Regions from separate parts of the Hordeum vulgare genome. Here region 2 is linked to region 1. The links are chromatin contacts, called in public Hi-C maps. All regions are on one chromosome and are shown on one strand. The core of a region is the stretch at or near the end of the contact, and the rest is flanking DNA. Distances in the headings are between cores, read along the strand shown.

The links. Hi-C and Micro-C count contacts between places; a contact is called where the count stands out from the background.
Region 2: a contact with region 1 is called in a Hi-C map of leaf, with 2.9 times the contacts expected there. The contact joins two enhancer-like sites. A contact is called at or near these places in 2 of 6 Hi-C or Micro-C datasets (leaf and seedling).

The regions. Positions count from the first base shown.
Region 1 is chr3H:8,336,385-8,340,195 of MorexV3_pseudomolecules_assembly, reverse strand. No RefSeq gene overlaps it. Among protein-coding and RNA genes, the nearest start is that of LOC123439192, 14 kb to the right of the region's middle. Within about 2 kb of position 2,180, at least 2 of the 3 cell types and tissues checked have open chromatin away from gene starts, as enhancers often do. A contact at or near this core is called in leaf, where this site is marked.
Region 2 is chr3H:8,486,503-8,490,313 of MorexV3_pseudomolecules_assembly, reverse strand. No RefSeq gene overlaps it. Among protein-coding and RNA genes, the nearest start is that of LOC123439195, 17 kb to the right of the region's middle. Within about 2 kb of position 1,708, at least 3 of the 3 cell types and tissues checked have open chromatin away from gene starts, as enhancers often do. A contact at or near this core is called in leaf, where this site is marked.

The sequences.
Region 1 (3,811 bases), core at 931-3,430:
GTGAGGGTAAGAAAATTGTTGTTTCACATGCGACGTCCCTCGAAACCATGCTCCTCCTCCGCTGCCGGTGCATGAACGCTCAGGTCGGCGGCGGCTGCACATCCCGGTGCACCAAGCACGGTGGCACTGGGAGTACATGCAGTCGCTGCCTTACCCCGACATGATGTTGTCGCACAACTTGCACCTCGATCCGCAGCGGATCCCGGTGTCGGCGGTTCCGCGGTCACAACGGGCGCATGACGAGGAGGTGCGCAGGCGCCGGGCACAGCTCACACCGACGTAGCGGCTGGGGACTCCGTCCATCCGCCCCTCTTCGTGCCACCACTGTCGCCACCGCCTCCCAAGGCCGAGCCGGAGTCGGAGCAAGAGCCAACACCCACACGCAAGCGGTCACCATTGCCGCCCCCTCCCACTTGGTCGGATGGGTCCTACTCGTGGACCGGCAAGTACCCTGAGTGGGTGAGCGCGCCTTCCGGCCACTACATCGCCATGCCGGAAGAAGATGCGGCCCACCTTCAACGCTGGAAGGCGCACTGGCTGGGCCCCCCTCCGTCTTCATTGACCTCACCGACGGCGAGGGTAAGGGCAAGGCGGTAAAGGCCAACATGCGGGTGGACTTTATTTATTTAGAGTTTGATTTTTTTTTAATTTATGCTTAAGTGGACTTTCGCTCGGGTCTGATAAACAATTTTGTGTTTAATTATGATTATGCCTCGATTTCTGCCACGTCGTCCTAAATGGATCAGCCTCCCGTTAGGCACCACCGCCGATCCAAATGAAAAACTGGGCGTGTGTCCATTTGAATCACCCCTTGTAGTTGCTCTAAGCAGGGTGCATGCAATGCAACCCCACGGCCACGCCAAAGTGGTTCATCCGAACGTCACATCGCACTGTGTAGTCAGAACCTGTGGCTTTTGATCTAACTAAAAAAGCTTTGGTTTTTTTATGATCCAAGTTCAAAGCCTTGATTCCGGACCGAACTATCTTTTTGCCGAATTTGAGTCTTGAGAGTTTGCCGAATTTATCTTTTTCTGTTCTACGATATTCCATGCTTCAGCCGGACTTTGTGGATACAAGAAATGGCATATAGAATTATAGCTAGCTTTTTCAGTGCCACTCTTCGTTGTTGCTTACACGAGCCAAAGTGCATCGTCGACCGTCCCGGCAAAACAAAGAGGGATTATTCAGGCTTAGGAGATGTAAGGCCTTGGAACACCTTTGACCCAAGCACGTGAAGCCTTCAGGGTTGGTTGAACATATAGTTTTTTTCTTTCTCTCTCTTTCGCATAGTTCTGATCTGCTTGTTTTCTGGCATTGTTTATACATGTATGTTTCCGGCATGGTGCCATTTGAAGTAACATGTTTTGGGACAAGATCGAGTATACAAACCCCACGCGATCGACCGACCTTACTATATACGATCGACGTGCAACCCTCGGCTACAAGGAAGATAAATAGCATACGCATACAGTATATTGTATAGAAATACTGGCTACATACGTTATCCTAGCTGCTATAAGGACGTCAGCCAGCGTCGGCATCGTCGTCGAAGCTTTTTCTGATGTATATCCTCATGGCGACACTTCATCGGGAAGCTTTATTTCGCTCTCCAAAGATTGCATTGGCACGCGGGCAGTTGTAGCAACTTGGGCATGGAGATGGAGCGAGCCCGACCTTATCGCAATATCGCATAATAAATGCTCCTTTCGTTTACATGAAGATGTATACACATGCAGCCGCGTGCGTGGCTTCATGAATTCTACTTTCTTTATATCTACCCTCTTCGTTCCTAAATATAAGTCTTTTTATATATTTTACTAGGGACTACGTACGGAGTAAAATGATTGAATCTATATTTTAATGTATGCCTATATACATCCGTATGTAGTTTTTTTAATAGAAACTCTTAAAAGACTTATATTTAAGAACGAAGGGAGTAAATAATTATCGTTGTGAAAAGTATTACTCTAGTTTTTGTCAACTACAATTATAAAAAAAAATGAGTTTTGACTAAACCTGGGCATGCGCAGTCCGGTCCGAAAAACCTGACCGGGCCGGGCTTCGTTTTCGGGCTGGATTTGCACTTAAAATTTTGGGCCGTTGGGTATTTTGGGTCGGGCTCTAACCTGGTAATTGAGACAGCTAACACGGAGGCCGACCGAGCTTGACGTGGAATTGATCTTTTACTTCGAGCTAGGCTCGGACCTACAGTACATATTCGTTTTTTTCGATCGGGCCAGGATGGGCCTGCTTAGACTTTGCAAGTCAGGCTTTTATAGTCCCGTCTCTCTTTGTGTGTGTGTGTTTTTGTTTTTTGATGCCATGCCATTCATGACCGTGTCACTCTTGGGGAGCGGTTTGGGCAAAGCCTAACCGCCTCAGACTCGCCATCTCATCTCTTCTCACCACCTCGTTGCCGCTGGAGGAAGCCGGTGGGTAAAGCACGCTCCGCCGATGGTGCCTTCTCGCACGACGAATTCTCTTGTGTGGGGTGTTGACGGTGTGGCACACGTGTTGGAGCTTGGATGTCGGGCGACGCCCCGAACACTTTAGGAGGTGGCCATTCCATGGTGTTGCATGGGTATTGGCAATTGGCGTGGATGGCTTTTGGCGCCTAAATTTAGTCATGAACCATTAGCGAGGAGGACAGGAGAGGGGGGTTTGCAGTCTCAGGAGGACAGGAGGAATCTACCGGAGGGAGACCAGGATGATCTGTGAACGCAAAGCAATGGGTCCATGTATGACTGCGTCAAGTACGAAGCCTGTGCGCAGCACTAAAACGTGCGCCCGTCTTGGACGGCAGAGAGCATCGGACGCCGACGTCGTCTGCTCCTGGATTGGATCAACACCAGATGTATTGGATTGGATTGGATTGGATAGGATAGAGATGGAGACCCCGTCCTCGGCATGCAGCGCGGGTCGTTGATGATAGAGCTACGTGGCGTCCTGGATAGAGATAGATAGATCACATACCAGATTGGCACGTACGTACGCCGCTGCTTGGCAACCATGAACTGATGAACAGATTGGTTGAAGATATGTCCTGCCACCGACAAGCAGGTTCAACAGGGTGCGGAAATGCAGCCCCTGCTGCCGTGGTTACACACTTACACATGTGGGAAGTGCGTTGATTGTGTCGGAAGCCCACGGAATCATGTGCCATCACTGATCAGGTTTAACTTCTTCTTGAACAATATTCAGGTTCAGTGAATTCTTCGACCGTGTCATTTGTTGTTGTGCATATGCGCACTCTGTCGATACCCGGCCGCGGATTTCACGATACAGGGTTCAAGGGCCTGCCAAAGCACACTATAATTGATCAAGAGTCTCCAGAGTATTGGTTCAATATACTGTACTGTATAATATAAACAGCTTTTCCCAATTCTAGGCGTACGTACTCTGCCATGTTCCGGCCGGAGTTTGTGGATCCAAAAAGGGTGAGATGTTACGTACGGTACCATTTGAAGTAACCCTTTACGTGCAAGTTGTACTCCACGTGGTTATCTATTGAATCAATCCCTTTTTGGTTTGGGGATGAGGATATGAGGGCAGTCCCTACGCAACGTCATGCTCCATATACCATGTGCAACATCTCAATATACGTACCACATCTTCTATTCTTAAATACTTGCAACCCACTACCTATTTTTCCTTCTTATGCAACCATGTCACATCATCAAGTCATAAGTATTTATTTTTTCTCATTTAACCATGCCACGTCATCAAGTCATGCATGTGGTCATAACTTATAATGTGTGTGCATTACTCTACACATTGTTTTACTAATTTTTGTTATGGGCATAAGCATTAT
Region 2 (3,811 bases), core at 459-2,958, 150 kb before region 1:
GACCATGCCTCTCGCGAAATCAAAACCGTGCCTCTAGTGAAAGAAAAAAACCCAAAAATGAAATTTTTTTCGTTTACGATCGCGAAAACAAAACAATGCCTCTACCGAAAGAAAAATAAAAAAAAACAAAAAACATGTTATTTCCGTTTCCGAGAGGGACGAGCGAGCCTCTCGCGTAAGCAAAATCATGCCTCTCGGGAAAGAGAAAGCACACTCTTTGAGAAAAACGAAAGAAAACGCGTGATAAACCGGAACGCTGAAAAATTGCGTCCAAAAGCTAAGAAAGACTGATGATAAACTGGAACACTGAAAAAACACACCTAAAAAGTTGAAAACACGTATGGAAAAAGAAACAAAAAATTTAGAGGAAACGCTTAGAGCGCGGCACGTGACGGCATACCTCACCATGGGCAGCCCGCCCCGGACGGTTCGAAAAATCTCAGGCCGGGTCGGGCCTAAACTTGCAATCGGGTCGGGCTCATGCCTGGAATTTATGCCCAGTGGTCGGGCCGGACCGGGATTGGGCTTTAGCAATATCGGTTTTAAGTCGGGGTCGGGCCAGGCCAATCCAGCCCAGTCATGCTTTTCGGGCTAGGGCCGGGCTTGGGCCCAGTATTCAGGCCCGGCGATCGGGCCGGGAAGGGCTCGTGCCCGGGTTATCAGCATCGAGCTTTTTTTGGCCCGGCCTGTAACCCGTCCCGACCCTAAGAATGCCCGGGCATAAATGACAACGGTTGAGAATGCGCCAGGTAACAACGTGGAAAAGTGATCATTGAAAGGTTTCTAAAAAAGCGTTTCTTAACTAGTTGTTCTCCTTGGAAATCCATATTCGCCGCTCATTGCGTCTAAATGTAGAGGCTTCGCACAGGGCTCCCACCTAGTGTTTCGTAATGTGACGGCCCATTTACATGGCAATAGCTCCGGTTTTGGGAACCTTCTAGAGGTTTCCTACCGTTTTTTCCGGTTTTGGGAACTTTGTAGAAGATTCCCTGAAATGGTTTTTTTGTTTTCTTTTTTCTTTATTCTTTTTTGTTTCATTTTTTTTCTGTTTTTGTTTTAGAAATATTTTGGATTTTTTATAAAATGTTGCGAAATTTGAAAAAATGTTTTGGAATTTAAATAAATGTTTCGGAATTTAAAAAATGTTCCAGAATTTCAAAAATATTAAGGAATGTTCCTGAATTTGAAAAAATGTTCGGGAATTTAACAAAATGTACCAAAATTTTAAAAAATGTTCTGCTATTTTTATTAAAATGTTTCGAATTTTCAAAAGAAATGTTCCAAAATTTGAAAACTGGTTCGAAAATTTGGAAAATGTTCCGGAATTTGAAAAAATGTTTCGAAATTTTTAAAAATGTTCCGAAATTTGAAAATTGCTCAGGAATTTACGAAAAATGTTCCAGAATTTGAAAATGGTTCCAAAATTTAGAAAATGTTCAGGAATTTACAAAAAATGTTCCAAAATTCGAAAAAAATGTTCCAGATTTGATTTGTTTTTCCAAAATTTGAAAAATGTTCCGGTATTTTGAAAATATATTCTGATATTTCAGATTTTTCAACTTCTGGTCGCTAATTTTTGTTTTTGTGGTCTTCACATTCGCTGCGGGTAGCTAAATTGGGCCGGCCAGTTGAAGCGACCCCCTGTGCATCATCTCGGCAGTTGCCGTAACGAGCGGCACATAGGAGGTCCCTTTCTCCTTAACCGCAATGATAAAAGCTGGTACTTGTGTGCGTGACTGTGGGCCGGGGCCCAATGAGGTTTGTCGCACGCTAGATATCGTTCACTAATTTCCAGAAAAAGAAAAAGGGCCATGATGTCGAGCACATCGTCGTTTACTGCAAAGACGAACATTGATAGCTAAGGCCGTTGACTGTCAAAAAATGACGAACTCAAGATAGTCTTGAATTTTTGAGAATTTCGTATATTTGACAAACATAGTCATGATATTAATAAAATACATTTGTTAAAATAGTTAATGAATTTGAAATGTGGTTCAAGAATTTAACTTTTTGCTAATTCAATTTTTTTTACGAAATCAAAAAAATCCTCATGAGTTAAAAGTATAAAGGATTACGAATACAAAAAAAGTTACTGCCTCTCATCAATATTGCATGTCGTTCAGATGGATGTATATTTAGAAGTATTTCATTGTTAGATGCATATGTTTGAGCGACAAGTAACATCGATCGAAGGGAGTACCAAATTTGAAAAAGTTGAAAATACAGAAAAGGTTCAAGAAATCGAAAACAAATTCGTAAAATTTGAAAATCATGAATTTGTTTTTTCTTTCAAATTTTAAGAAAGTTCAGAAATTTGAAAAGATTGACTATTTTTCGCAAGAAAAAGAAAACAAAAAGGAACGAATGGAAAACAAAGAAAAAATAAGTACGAAAATGGCAGGAAAAAATAAAAAATTAAAACCAATGTCAAAGCTTAGCTTCGCAAAATTGCAATAGAAATCCTGCTAGAGTGCGTTTAATTGGACCGGGTCATAGAAACAGGTTCGTAGGTGTCGCATACGAATAATAAGTTAAACAGCGATGAAGGCGCTAAATAGGAGTTGGCCTGTATAGAAGGTCTGGGGAATAAGAAAAACCTTGAATTTTGATTTGCAAAAAAGAAAGTGAAATGTGGACTTTGAGGATGAACAAATACATATACTAAAAAGTCCTCCATTTTCCTTTTCTTTAGCTCTCATTTTAACGTGCTCCGACCTGAAGGTTGAAACCGAATATGTATATGTATATATCTCTAGGTATATGTATATATTTTTCAGAATATGTTGACACTGAAAAGTTTAAATTTTAAAGTTTTCAAGTTAACGCTTCTATGGAGCTTGGTCTCCATTGACTTTTTGATGATTTTTTAGAAACAAAGTACTAACGCATTCACTCCTATGCACATATGCACATGCATCCAACCCTAGTGACTATTTGAGAGATTGAACCGACAATTTTTGAGATTGGCAATGGAACCACATGCGTCTCTCGTAGTTGATATGAACGTCAGTTTTCATTGAAAGGGCATGGTTGGAAGACCAATACTCCCTCCATAAACTAATATAAGAGCGTTTAAATCACTATTACTTATATTAATTTACGTAGAAAGTATAAATTTAGTAAAATACAAGCACCCTTACCAAATTTAGGACTTGGCATGGATGTACTGATTCCACCGTTCAAGCACTAGCCATATGTGCTATGCTAAGCTTGCTGATATATACTTTTTTGAACCGGGCAACCCCTTTTCCATTACTCACATAACGGAAATACAAGTCTTAAACATCCAAAAAGGAAACCAGAAAAAGGGCTGCGAATTCAGAGCATTCCTGGGAAACCTACACATAGACACTCGTCATCGAGCAATCTATCGTAGGGCAAAAATCCAAGAACACCCGTAACACGCATAAAAACCACTACCAAGTTTGAAGAAACAAGTTTGCTAAAAAAAACCATTACACAGGTCTACGCCTCAGATAACTCCTCATATGGGAGATCATCAACCAGAAGTACTTATCGCCAGCAACACCAAACATCAGCAGCCATCTTCTGGGGCCGCGCATATCCTCAACATATTTGACGCGTTCATCTTCAGCATCTTTGCGCCCCTCTCCATCGCCAGCTTATCATCCCCTGTAAGGAGTCCTGCCCAATACGTCAGGAATCCACAAGTAGAATAGACCACATCAAAAGGAGACCTCAACTTTTTCCTCTCAAACGTCGCGCTATTGCGGCAGTTCCATAGTGCCCAGCAAACAACAGCTAAACCAAAAGTATAAAATCTGGCACCATTCGGCATGTAAGTAAAACA